2 separate regions of the Mus musculus genome follow, and region 2 is linked to region 1. Evidence: chromatin contacts called from public promoter capture Hi-C data. All regions are on one chromosome and are shown on one strand. Each heading gives the region's core, a stretch centred on a gene start, on an enhancer-like site or on the middle of the called end of the contact. The rest is flanking DNA. Distances are from core to core; before and after follow the strand shown. Region 1 holds the start of 4921504E06Rik (RIKEN cDNA 4921504E06 gene). Region 2 overlaps Gm13348 (predicted gene 13348).

Region 1 (6,165 bases), core at 2,052-4,551:
AACCACAGAGAGTTAAGTCACAGATAAGGAGTCTTCAGAACTCACTATGTGCAAAGTTATGTTTGCTGCCTAGATTAAGTCTTTATCATGTATATATACAGAGAACGTTAACTGTTCATTGGCTCACAGCCTATGACAGTGGGAAAGAACAAGCAATCTGATGGTCCCACGGGGTGATTTATTTAGGTTATGGGGGTGCCCCACTTCTTAGGAGAGGAGACCCCTCTGGATCATGATGAAATAGAGTTCCCAGTCAAGATCTTTAATGTTCTTATGTTGCTAGTTTACATTAAAGTAGCATTGTAGCTGGTATTTGTTTCTTAACATCTAGTAAAATAAAGATGTCTTCCAGGCCATTAAATATGATAACTGTCCCTGTATTATTCTCCATTCAGATATCAACTTGTGCCAAGCTCCTCCCTCTGTACTGCAATGGCAGCATAGGAAAGTGTTCTGAGGTCATAGCCAGGAGAGAAGGCCCAGTCTGAATTACCCTTGGCAGTGAGGTCACATGCCTATAAAGGGAGCTTCCTTCTGAAAGCTTTACCTTTCTTCTCTCTCTTGGCTCCTGTTCCTTTCTCAAGTCTTTAAATCTCAAGATTTAAAGTTACCTCCAAGCAGAGCAAACAGTGTTTCTAGTGATCAAGGACATTTGACAGCCAACATCCCAAGTTTAACATGGGTCACATCTGTCCAGACTCTCTACTTTGCCTAGCATTGTCCCCTTCATTTCAACCAGGTGCCAAACAGTCACTCGTGGATATTCACAGTGGAGATGGCAACTTGCTGCAAGCCAGCTTAAGACGTGATCTAGTCTCTTTAGCTTTACCTCTAAAGGATTTAGTGACATAAAACTGTTCTGGCTCGAGTCTCACTGCTTCCTTTCCCAACCCTTTATTTCAGACCTTTGGTTAGGGACGGAGCATTACATAAAACAAGTTTACATAACAGCACCCGCACCACATAATCATATATTATGGCTAGTGATAAAGAAAAAATAAGCACTTCCTATAGCATGACTCTCTCAAAAGAATTTAAATTACAAACCTAAGCTGAAACCTCTTGGCTTTTACTAGAGTTACAGAACTGAAAATGTCCAACTGGGTTATATAAATTACAACGTTCAGAGCCACCACTTGGCTCTTAATCAAAGCCTCCTGCTACTTAATCTGCGGTGCAATCATTCTTGCTAATTGGCAGGTGACATTTTCATAGGAAGCCATGGTGTATTTATATACTCATGTGCACAAGTTGTGCCATCCATCCTGTGGACTGAGAAAGAGAAGGGTTGTTCTAGCTTTTGAGCTGTTCAACTTTTAGAAAGCTGGAAACTTTGGATGCTGCAGTTACATTGCTCAGGGGTGGTTTGGGAAAAAGGAAGACACTCTTTTAATAGGCTGGCTGGAGTCTGTGTATTATAAGGGCTTTGAGCTCTTCCCACATTGCAGTTTATGCCTGTTAAGAAAGATTTATTGGGCTGGAGAGATGGCTCAGCCGTTAAAGGCTAGGTTTACAACCAAAAATGTAAGAGCAAGGTTTGTTGTTCAGTGTTTGCTTATTGTAATAAAAAAATAAAAACAGAATCTTGATAATTATAAATAAATGAGACCAATATTCAAAAGTGAATTAACACATTTTTAATGTCTATCTTTGAGTCCATGAGCCTTCTCCACTAAAAGCCACCAATGATTTCTACATCTGATGAAAGAAGACTGGCTTCAATCTGACAAAGACTCTGACAGTGCCAGGACTCCTTGGGGTAGGTGGGATGTTGGTCTGACATGAACAGTGATTTGAGCTAGAACACTCAGAGATAAAACACAGGTGGCTGACAAGAAAAGAAATGTCACGTTGTTAGTTTCAAACTTGTGGTCCTCTTTCCTTAATGCCCTGGATGCTGAAACTGGAATCTCCTGGATGGGCTGTTGCAAGGCTCCAATAAAAATGTATGTGTGCTTCTTGTTTCTGGGGGATGGTGTAATTATGCAGCCTGATCAACAAATGCCTTCAATTGTTGCTCTTACAGAAGGCTAGGGAATATGGTTCCCAGTCACCACAAGTCAGATAAGAACCATGTGAAACTCCAGCTCCATTTCCTTCTTCTCATCTCCCAGGGCACTGTATGCAGGCACATAATAGCCTTAAATGTTTAAAGACAGTGATCGCTACAGTGAATTTCTTTCCCTGTTTCCTACTCCTAATATCCAGCTAATTAGGAATATATATATATATACATATATATATATAGAGAGAGAGAGAGTCAGTATACATATACACATATATATATACACATACACTCTACACATACACATATATCATATGCATCATACACACACATTCATATATATATATATACATAAATATAAATATATCCTTACAGACAATATAGTGAAATGAAGATGAAAAATACTTAGTTCTAAAAGCGATGATACCCCAAGCTTAGGTCCCTTGTCAATAATTGGCACACAGTTAAGAATAAATGGTAGTTTTACCGCTTAAAATAGCTTCTCTTAATAATGGTAGATAGTGAATTGAATTCCACTACACGATATTGTGTAAAATGCCATGCCTTACATTCTGTCCTTTATGTTAAATAAGGATGTAGGCCTGTTTAATCTCTGCAAAGAAAATCTTCACTCAGCAACACTCCTGTGTGTGTGTGTGTGTGTGTGTGTGTGTGTGTGTGTGTGTGTGTGTATTCAAGTGACAGGTGTCAGTATTTTATCAGGCCACCTGCTCTCCTGTGGTATTGCTGACAAGCCCAGGCCTCTTTATATCGTGAGATAGCTATTGGATGGGGTCACTAGTTTCCATCTCCGCAGAGAGTGAGTGACACTTGGTAGGAGGCCAAGCAAAAGAGAGAGCCAAGCAAGCTGCAGATCTGACAGGCACGTGGGAGGAGCGTTGACGTAGGAAACTTCAGTTTCCCAAATGCAGAGTCCAACCAGAAAGGAGGCTGAGCTCAGAGCCTTGGAGGAGAAGGAAGCAGAAAGGGTCCGGAGGCGTAGTGGGCCGCAGCAGAGTTATTTACAGGGTGCAGCTTTGCCTAGAGACATTTAGGAACGGGTTGGCTTGTGGGCGTCCGAGAAGGCTCTTTGTCGCAAGGCTTATGTCTGGTGGGGCAGGTGGCCTGGCGAGACAGAGGAGCACTTCCGGAGCCCGCCCTACACCTCACCCACTCCACCCCCGCCCGCTCTCCGCCCCGCCCCTGATCCTCACCCCTCCAACCCCACCCCCACCCCGGTCTCCGGTTTCTCTGGGAGTCGCCATGGCAACGGACTCTGGCTTTGGGACTCAGATTCTCTGAACTCCAAGCGAGCAGTTGGGAGCATGGCGGAGGCTGAGACTGAGACTGAAGAATGGACGAAGACACGTGGATGCAGGAAGATTCTCCAGACCCTCGAGGGGGCTATTGAGCAATTCAAATTCCATTCCAGGTGACCTGCCCGCTACTTGCACGCGCTTCAGAGCTGGTCACCTGTTCTCCACAGCCTCGTCGCCTTTGATTTCTTAAGTAAACCACAGGCTAAAAGCTCAGACTCAGGTCTGGGTTCTAATTTCGTCTGACTTCTCACCGGGTCCTATGCCTCTTATTAGCTCATCTGGGAAACAGGACAGTAGCTAATTGTGCCTACTCCATAGACCACAGGGCCTGTTAAATATTTCACCGAGGTACAGTCTAGAAAAGAGCCATACAGAAATGGTATGAGGTTGCTTAAAGAAGATCCCATAGACTCCCGATTTAAACACAGATTTCTTTTGAGATTCTGGAGGCTTGGAGTCCAAGAACTGGGCACTGATTTGATGTCTGACGGTCCTTTCTTGTAAGCAACCCGTTCTTACTGCATCCTCCCCTAGTGGGATCAGCGGGGGAGCCATCTCCTGACTTCTCCACTCTCTATCCTCCACCTGGGCTCTTTTTAAGGGAACAGCCCCATTTATGAGGCTCCCACTTCATTACCTATTCATCTCTCTTGATCTCACCTCCGGAGGCCATCATTTTTGGAAAATAGGACGTTGACATGGATTTTCCTAGAACTGGAGCACCGCCAAATATATAAAGACAACAAGCCATATGCCTTTGCCAGGCAGTCAATGGAATCATTATTTCATGGTCCTTAGGTTCTCTCTCTCTCTCTCTCTCTCTCTCTCTCTCTCTCTCTCTCTCATTTGGCTTCAGCCCTTTTTTTATTTGGATAATGTAGAGTCAACATTTATGGGGAATTTTTTTTTCTTAAAACACTCTTTCAAAGCAGTAAGCACATAGCCTTAGATTAACTGCCACGTGATGCCATTCCTTAAGTAGAGACCTCAGGGAGCCAGGCTATTGATTCCAGGCAAACCCCACACTGGGGAAGAGAGAGAGAAGAGGGAGCAGGGACAGGACAGGGAGCAGGGGAAGGGACTGACTATAGCTAGACCAGCCCAATGGTGGGCCTGAACCAGTACCCAGTCCTGCTGAACTCCACTTCTCTACCCCAACTAGTCATTAATAGGTTTGCTGGCCAAACCAAGTCAGGGTACCCACAGACCTTTGATAAAACTGTCAAAAGCACATATCACAGGCAGCTCTTGGCAGACAACAGTGGAATGCTGTGTCTAATCTGTTCCTAAGAGCCCCTTTCTCTCCTGGATTCCTTGACATTCTGCAGTGGAATAAGTACCCAACAGAACATTCCAGCCAGACTCATGGGGCAAACTGATCTCTGCCAATTGCTACTAGCACACGTTGATTGAACTAAGGAACCACTAATGTCCATAACATTTTTTTTTCCACTCAAAGGCTTAGAGAAATAGGTTGGAGTTCTGATATGAATGGGAGAAGCTAGATACTGGCTGACACCCAGGGATCTGATCTAGCTGGGTTAGGCCAGGTAGTTCACATAAACTCAGGTCAGCCTTGGTGAAGTGATACATTCTAGTTAAGTCAGTAACCACATAATGAGTCAGACAGCATTTACAAGTGACAGAAGAAACAGAAGCAAAGGTAGCACAGAAAACTGGTGTATGTGTACACACCCCCAAGTCACCACGGCTCTCAGGAAAGGCTTCTCTGAGATGACATTAAGAGGAAACAGCAGGAACCAGGCACATGCATCTGGAGCCAAAATGTTCCCTGCTGAGAGAACAGGTAGTGAAAGTAGGGACTCTGGATTTAGGCAAAGCAAGGAGGCCAGTGTGGCTATAACAGAGCAAGCAGGGTGGGCTCCTGGATATGAGTCAGAGGAGAGACTGATGGCCACATTTCTGGGTCTTAGATCAACATAAAGGCTCAAGCTTTCATTTCAAAGGAGATGGGAAGCCAGAGGGGGATGACCCAGTGTCCTGATATTCTCTGACTTGCCTGTCTATGGATAGTTCTGCTGTTTTAATAATAGACTATAACAGGGACAAGGCATAAATTGGGAAACCGGTTAGGAGACTTTTTATAATATCTATCAAGGAGGACGGCCATAAGGACTGAGTAAAAGGCTTGCTGTGAGGGCCTGAGTTTGTATCCCTAGCCATGTACAAAGCAAGGCACGGTGAAGGGCATCTGTGACCCCAGCACAGCACAGAGGGAGGGGACAGATGCCAGGTACTTGATACCAGCCAAGGTAGCTGATACAGCTTGAAGCCTGAGCTCAGCAAGTGGTCCTATTCTAAAAATAAGGTGGCTCACAGTAGAGGAAGATGGTCATCATCAACTTCTGGCTTTCACAGCACACAGGCTTGCAGACAAGTGCACAGGCCACACACAGGCAGATAGCACTCAAAAGAAAGAGGAACAGGAGGAGGAAGGTGGTCATGGGGGAGCAGGAGGCAGCTTAGAGGTGCTGAAGATGTGGTCAGATTCTAGCCAGTCAATAGGGAAGGGAGTGATGGAGTTCACTGGTGGCCTGCAGAGCATAAAACAAGCTCAACGGTGTCTGAGCCCAGTAGCTGGAAAAATGGAGTCATTAACTTTTTTGGGAGAGGATGTGAGGAACAGGACTGAGAGTCATAAGCTCGTCTTGAGGTGCAGAATGCCAACAGTGACTGATAAACGTCTATTTAAGCAGTTTAGTCGTAGGATCTGAAGGTTGGAAGAGAGGTCCATCATGTTTTGCACGAAGGAAATATTTTGTACAAAGATGTTAAGTAAATTATGAGATTTGTTGAGATCAACCAGGAAAAAAATATAGA
Region 2 (6,165 bases), core at 2,466-4,965, 77 kb before region 1:
TCAAACATATGAATCTATGGGGGACCAAATCTATTCAAACCACCACAAACAGCAAATGCTATTACCTCTGAGCTGGCTTACTGCCCCCAAACGACCGACATCTAAGTAAAAGAAAAATAATGTATTTGGTGTAAGCCACTGTTATTTTGTTCACTACTAGTGGTAGTTAAATCATTATTCTAACAGATCCATTAACTTGTCAGATACCATACAGCAGCAGAGGCAGACCTGATAGATCTTCACTTGCTGACATCCACTTCCTAACTTGCTGCCTCACCCTTTGACAAGCATGATGTCCCAGCCAGAAGAGGATGTTCATCTACTACCCACTTCAAAGTACTGATGTATGCTAAGGGTTCAATAAACATCTGAAAATATTCATCGCTGACAATTGTATGTCTTGATTTGTCAAAATGAAAACAAAGGTCCTTCTACTGTTGAGCTCATCTGATTCCATTATGATAAATAATCAGCTCTTTAGAAGTGAGGTGTTTTCACTCTTCTGAGTCTCTGAGTCATTTTCTATGGAACCTAAGTTTGTTTGGGAGATGTTAAATTTGCTGATTGTTTTTAAATAAACTCTTCTACAGACGTATTTTTCCCTGTAATCTTGTGTACCTCCATCATACTGTCTTCGCAGAGCTCTTCTTGTTCTAACAACAAAAGTGCACAGTTGTTACTCATCTAACACATAAGGGTGCAGCCACACTAATTCCCAATAAAATACTAACTCCTTCTATATTCTTGGCAACTAGCCAACATCCAGTGGCCTCCAACACTATCCCACTGTTCTGGTCTCTGTGATCCTTTGCTAGGCATCTCAGGAATTTAGCAGCCTCAGAAACCAACTGAGAACCCACATCTCCATGACCCAATTCCTTTTGGCTTGACTGGCTCCCTACCACTATGTCTCTGGAAAGCCAGGCATGGTGGCACACACCTTTAATGCCAACACTGGAGAGGCAGAGATAGGTAGATGTCTTTGAGTTTTAGGCTAGTCTGGCCTACAGAACTAGTTTCAGGACAGCCAGGGCTATACAGAGAAACCTTCTCTCAAAAACCAAACCAAACCAAACCAAAAGTCTCTGATAACCAGGTTTTGTCTTGTAAAGCAACTCATAAAAATTTTATATCTAGTCAATTTCCATAGTTAATAATATCTTCAAAAACAACCTGTCAGTATAAAGATGCCAACATCACTACTACTACTACTACTACTAATAATAATAATAATAATAATAATAATTTTTTAAATGTTATTCTCTTGATAGTTTTACATCTTCACATAATTATCCGTGCACCCTATGATTCAAGGCCTGTATTTTTAATGGTGTCCAAGGTCTTCCCTACCAAATTCACATTGCGATAACACACAAACACAGATACACACACATGCATACATACATGAACACATGCACTTACTCAGACACACAAAGACACACAGATATACACATATACACAAAAACACACAGACACACACACATATACAGACATAAACACAAACATACTTATTAAGCTAACAGACCCATGCTATAGAGAAATGGATTAAATCATAATATAATTCAAACCTACTTTCTGCAGCCTAACTACTGTTCCTGTATAAGCCACACTCTTGGAAGGAAAGTAGCAGTCTGTCTCCACATGAAGTCCCACTTGTGCTTGTAATTATAGAGCAAACCCTCTTCAAGCAACCTCATTTTTTTCTTCTACTTTTGACAACTCTAATATAATTTATATGCCTTTTATGGTGAGCTACACCAATGTTACTTGAAAAACAAAAACCACATGATATAAAACATTTGCATTTTTCCAGCATGTAATCAGCAGAATAAATGTCAGCCACCATTATTAGTGTAAATGTTACTAACAGGATTGCTGTATCTCTAAAGAATAAATCATTCTTATCCTCCTGCTTGAGATCCCACAAGGCTCCTGTCTCAGGCTTTCTGTTGCTAAGAGGAAACAATTTGGGAGAAAGTGACTAAAACCAACCTGAGAGGAAGGAGTTTATTTCATTTTACAACTCTCAGGTCACTCTCCATCAATGTGGGAAGTCAGTGCAGGAATTCAGGTAGGAACCTAGATTGGAGCAGAGGAGGAATCTGCTGGCTGGCTGGCTTGTTATAGCTTCTTCATGGAAGCCATATAACTTAGGACCACATGCCCAGGTATAGTATCACCCATAGTGGGATGGGCCCTCCCACAACAGTCATTGATCAAGAAAATGTGATAGACTTATATAGCTCATCATCCAGAGAAGTCAGGACAGGAACTCAAGGCAGGAACTTAGAGGTGGGAGCTGATGCAGAGGCCATGGCGGAGTGTTTTTTACTGTCCTGCTGCTCATGGCTTGCTCAATCTGTTTTCTTATAGACCAAAGACCACCTGCCTAGGGGGTGGCAATAAGGATGGGCCTTCCCATATCAATCATTAATCAAGACAACACCCCACAGGCTTGCCTACAAGCCAAACTTTCAGAAGCATTTTCTCAGTTGTGATTCCCTCTCCTCAGATAACTCTAGCTTGAGTCAAGTTGATTCAAAACTAGCCAGCACAGCTCATATTGCATTTATTCATTCATTCATTCATTCATTTATTCCTTTATTTATTTTCTTTCTTTCTGGATGCCAAGGGTTGGACCTAAGACCTTGGACAGGATAGGCAAGGGCTGTACCACTAAGCTACTTTCTCAGCCCTTCTCAAACTATAATGGTTTATATTGATTAGGAACTTGGCAGAGTCTAGAATCACTAAGAAGACAAGCCTCCGGGCTTGATTAGATTAACTGGGGTGGGGAGACCCGTTCTAAAAGTCAGTGGTGCTACCTTATGGGGTTGGGAACTCGACAACGGAAGAAGAACATGAGCTGAGCACAGGCCTTCACCACTCTCTACTTCCTTCCTGATTGTGGATGCAATGCCAGGAGCTCCTTCAAGCTCCCCCGATTGTTCTCCCTCGGTGACTGTACCTCCAGCTATAAGCGGAGATAGCCCCTGCCTTCTTCCTTCCTTCAGTTGTCAGCCTCTTTTTTCACAGCAACAGGAAAGGAACTAAGACATGATGGTTTTTCTTCACCCAGTTTACGGTGTCCTCTGAGAATGGGATCCAGCTGATGTCCAGCCCTCTCCCCCAGGGTGCTTCTTCCATTCACATCTTGGTTAGCTGCCTCTTATGCACAGCAACTTGGGTTTGATCACATAGTTCCAATCCAACTCACCACCTACCCATTTTCTAGATAATAGCTGTGTACAGGTAGGCATTATGGTTTGTATTGGGACTATTCTGACAATGTTTGTCTTCTATCACTATCTGAAAGCTGTAGAGCTTTGGTGAGACCTGACTGGCAGAAGTAGGAGATTAAGGTAAAGCCTCTGAAAGTCATAGCTGCTTCTGGTTCACTCCTGTGGTCCTGGTGTCCTAGTTGGCACCATTGTACAGATCTTGGTCATACACTTCCTACAGAGAATCTCTGTTGTTCACCCCTTCCTCTGTTGTAATGGACTGAACTCACTCTGCACCAAAGTCAACTTTTCTCTCTGAGTTGTTTCTGCCTGAGATTTGGTCAGAATCGCTCAAAAAGAATTAGTACAAAAGGAGAGCAATCAAAATCTTTCCCTTGTGAGTTTCTTCTTAGGTTTTCTGCCAGTGATGTGTGTGTCAAGTCAGTACAGGGAGAGGAACTTCTGCTTTCTCTTGAAATCAATCAGTGCTTTCATTTTGAAGCAGTTCATGTTGTATGTAATAATACTGAAACCAAAACAGAAACATAAATTTATACCTCACCACTGTGTGTTAATAAATTAATGCCTCTTTTATCTTAAGCTAACATGCATGTCTTCACTTTGTGACCTCTAAAATGGGGGAAAGAAGGCATATTCAAAGAAATTATTATACGTATTATGTTATTATCATTCATATCTATGGCTGTCCTAGAACTCACTGTTTAGTCAGCCTGGCATTGAACTCACGGAGATCCACCTGCCTTTGTCTCTGGAATGCTGGGATTAAAGGCCTGGGCCATCACTCCTGGCTCATTCATTCTTAGTAGCAGGTTAAAGACATGTAGACATTTATAAATTTGATATCTTTCTCCACAAAGAACATCTTCAACAAATGTGCTTGAAATACAAGACTGCTAAAAGGATGGGTTACAATGTTATAAAAGGATGATCTGTGGTTAATTTAACCTTTGTTTAAACAACCACAATATAGTAACTATAATTAGCATTTGCATATTTTAGAGAGTAAATTCTTTTTGAAAAATTGTGTATTGTGCAAGTGTGTTGTGTGTGGGCGAATGAGTGTGTGTGTGTGTGTGGTGGGAATTGCATATCATGTGCATGCCTGGTGCCTGAGGAGGACCAAAGAGGTTATAGGATCTCTTAGAAGTGAAGTTACAGGCAGTTGTGAGTTGACAAATAGATGTTAGGAATGAAACCTGGGTTTTTAAAGAATAGCCTGTGCTCTTAACATCTGAGCCATCTCTCCAGCTCCCTTTTGGACTTAAAAAAATGTAGCTAACCTTCCATCCATCCTGTCTTTCAAAGGTGGACAAATACTCACACATGTACTCACAACTAAAAGGAGCAAGTCTCAGCATCTTTAAAATATAGACCTATAAGTAGCCAAGTAATTCTATCATGCTTAATTTAGAATACTCCTTGAGTGAACTTTTATACCCCAGATTTACCTCTCATACTTCTAATCTCCAGTGGTCAAAACAGAAGAAAACTATTTGGCACTTCTTTGTAATTTTTAAGGCTTATTTTTAATTATGTATATATGTGGGGGTGGCTGGTCCGTGTACTCATGAGCACAGGTGCCCACAGAGATCAGAGCTGGAGTTACAGGCAGTTGAGAGCTACCTAGTGTGAATTCTGGGACCCTAATTCAAGTCCTCTGCAAGAACAAGACACATCCCTTATCACTGAGACGTCCTCCAGCCCCTTATCAATTAGTGAGCTACCCCCACCCCTCATTAATCACTAGGCCATTCCCAGCCCCTATTTGGCAGTTTTCAAAGGGAGAAATTCAGAGTAATCAAGTGATCAAAAGAGTGAATTGACCAAGTGGGAAGAAAGCACAGAGTGGGAGACAATTTTGTCAATCCGAGCAATTGCTAAGAAACTTGTCCAGAAAGGTGTGGAGAACCCTCTCAAGCCACCAAGAAGACAACCCAGGCTTGAAAAGTGGCTAAAGAATTTGATATACTTTTCTAGAAGGGAAACATGGCCTTCGGGAGTAATCAGGGAGAAAGAGCCTTCACTTTTCTTCAGGAAAGCACAATCAAAACCACAATGACATCCAGCATTTAGCCACTGAACATCTGTCACCAAACCAAACCAAATGAAAAACAAAACAGAAACAGAAAGATAGAAGCAAGATACCTTAGTTCCTATCGTTGCTATGGGAAGGAGTAGTTGGTGGCTATCAGAGGGACAGCTAAGGAGTACGGGTTTCTTCTGTGATTATGAGGATCAGTGAACATTGTGTTGACCGCTCTTAATAAAGACCACTGTGGAAGTAAGTATACTTCCATGTATCGTGTTTAAATTATATCTCAGTAAAATTACAAAGGCAGCAACAATTGCTGATTAGCATGTAAAAATCTTAGAAACTAGACCTGTTAGGGTAATGCAGCTCCCGTAGAAGAGAACTAGGCAGCTGTTTAAAGTGACAAATGTGGAGTCACGTGACTGAGAAAAATCTCCTAGGTATAAACACAGAAGATATGAAAGAATATTTGTACACAAAAATTCAGACACCAGTGTATATGCAGGCATTGTTTGTAGCAACTCAAAATTCATCAACCACTGAACAGATATGTAGTAGAATATGAGCATGCCTCACAATGGGACATGAGTCAATGTGCTATGTAGATGAATCCCAGAAAACTGCTAAATGACTGAAGTCACAGATAACATTTGCAGGATCCTACTTACCCTATGCTCAGAACAGGCAAATAGAGAAATGTAAATTTAGTGGTTAAGTGCCTAAGTCTGGAGGGAGAATGTGGAAGTGGGGAGAGATTACTAACGGATAGGTTTCTCAATGGTAAACATGTTCTAAACTAAGATTGTGGCAGTAGTTCTGTGACTGTAAATACATTAGAAAATGCTGACTGTGCCACTTGAACTGGGGAACTTGGTGGTATGGGAGCTACAC

The links. Promoter capture Hi-C pulls out the DNA fragments that hold promoters and counts their contacts.
Region 2: a promoter capture Hi-C map of macrophages shows a contact between it and region 1, with 9 read pairs. The contact joins the enhancer-like site here to the promoter of 4921504E06Rik in region 1. A contact is called at or near these places in 3 of 39 promoter capture datasets (liver and macrophages), 9 of 484 Hi-C or Micro-C datasets (LSK cells, Sertoli cells, adipose-derived mesenchymal stem cells and 5 more), 7 of 115 datasets of contacts at active chromatin or transcription factors (CD8 T cells, bone marrow-derived macrophages, embryonic fibroblasts and 3 more) and 4 of 9 other capture datasets (adipose tissue, liver, macrophages and 1 more).

Annotation. Positions count from the first base shown.
Region 1 is chr2:19,551,046-19,557,210 of GRCm38.p6, reverse strand. 4921504E06Rik (RIKEN cDNA 4921504E06 gene) reads left to right here and starts at 3,301. Exons shown (of 17, transcript NM_027600.4): 1 at 3,301-3,437. The coding sequence starts at 3,331.
Region 2 is chr2:19,628,256-19,634,420 of GRCm38.p6, reverse strand. It overlaps Gm13348 (predicted gene 13348), which reads left to right. Exons shown (of 4, transcript NR_166091.1): 4 at 204-388. Among named protein-coding and RNA genes, the nearest start is that of Gm13348, 5.7 kb to the left of the region's middle. Within about 2 kb of position 3,715, at least 36 of the 459 cell types and tissues checked have an H3K27ac peak or open chromatin away from gene starts, as enhancers often do. A contact at or near this core is called in CD8 T cells, bone marrow-derived macrophages, macrophages and 2 more, where this site is marked.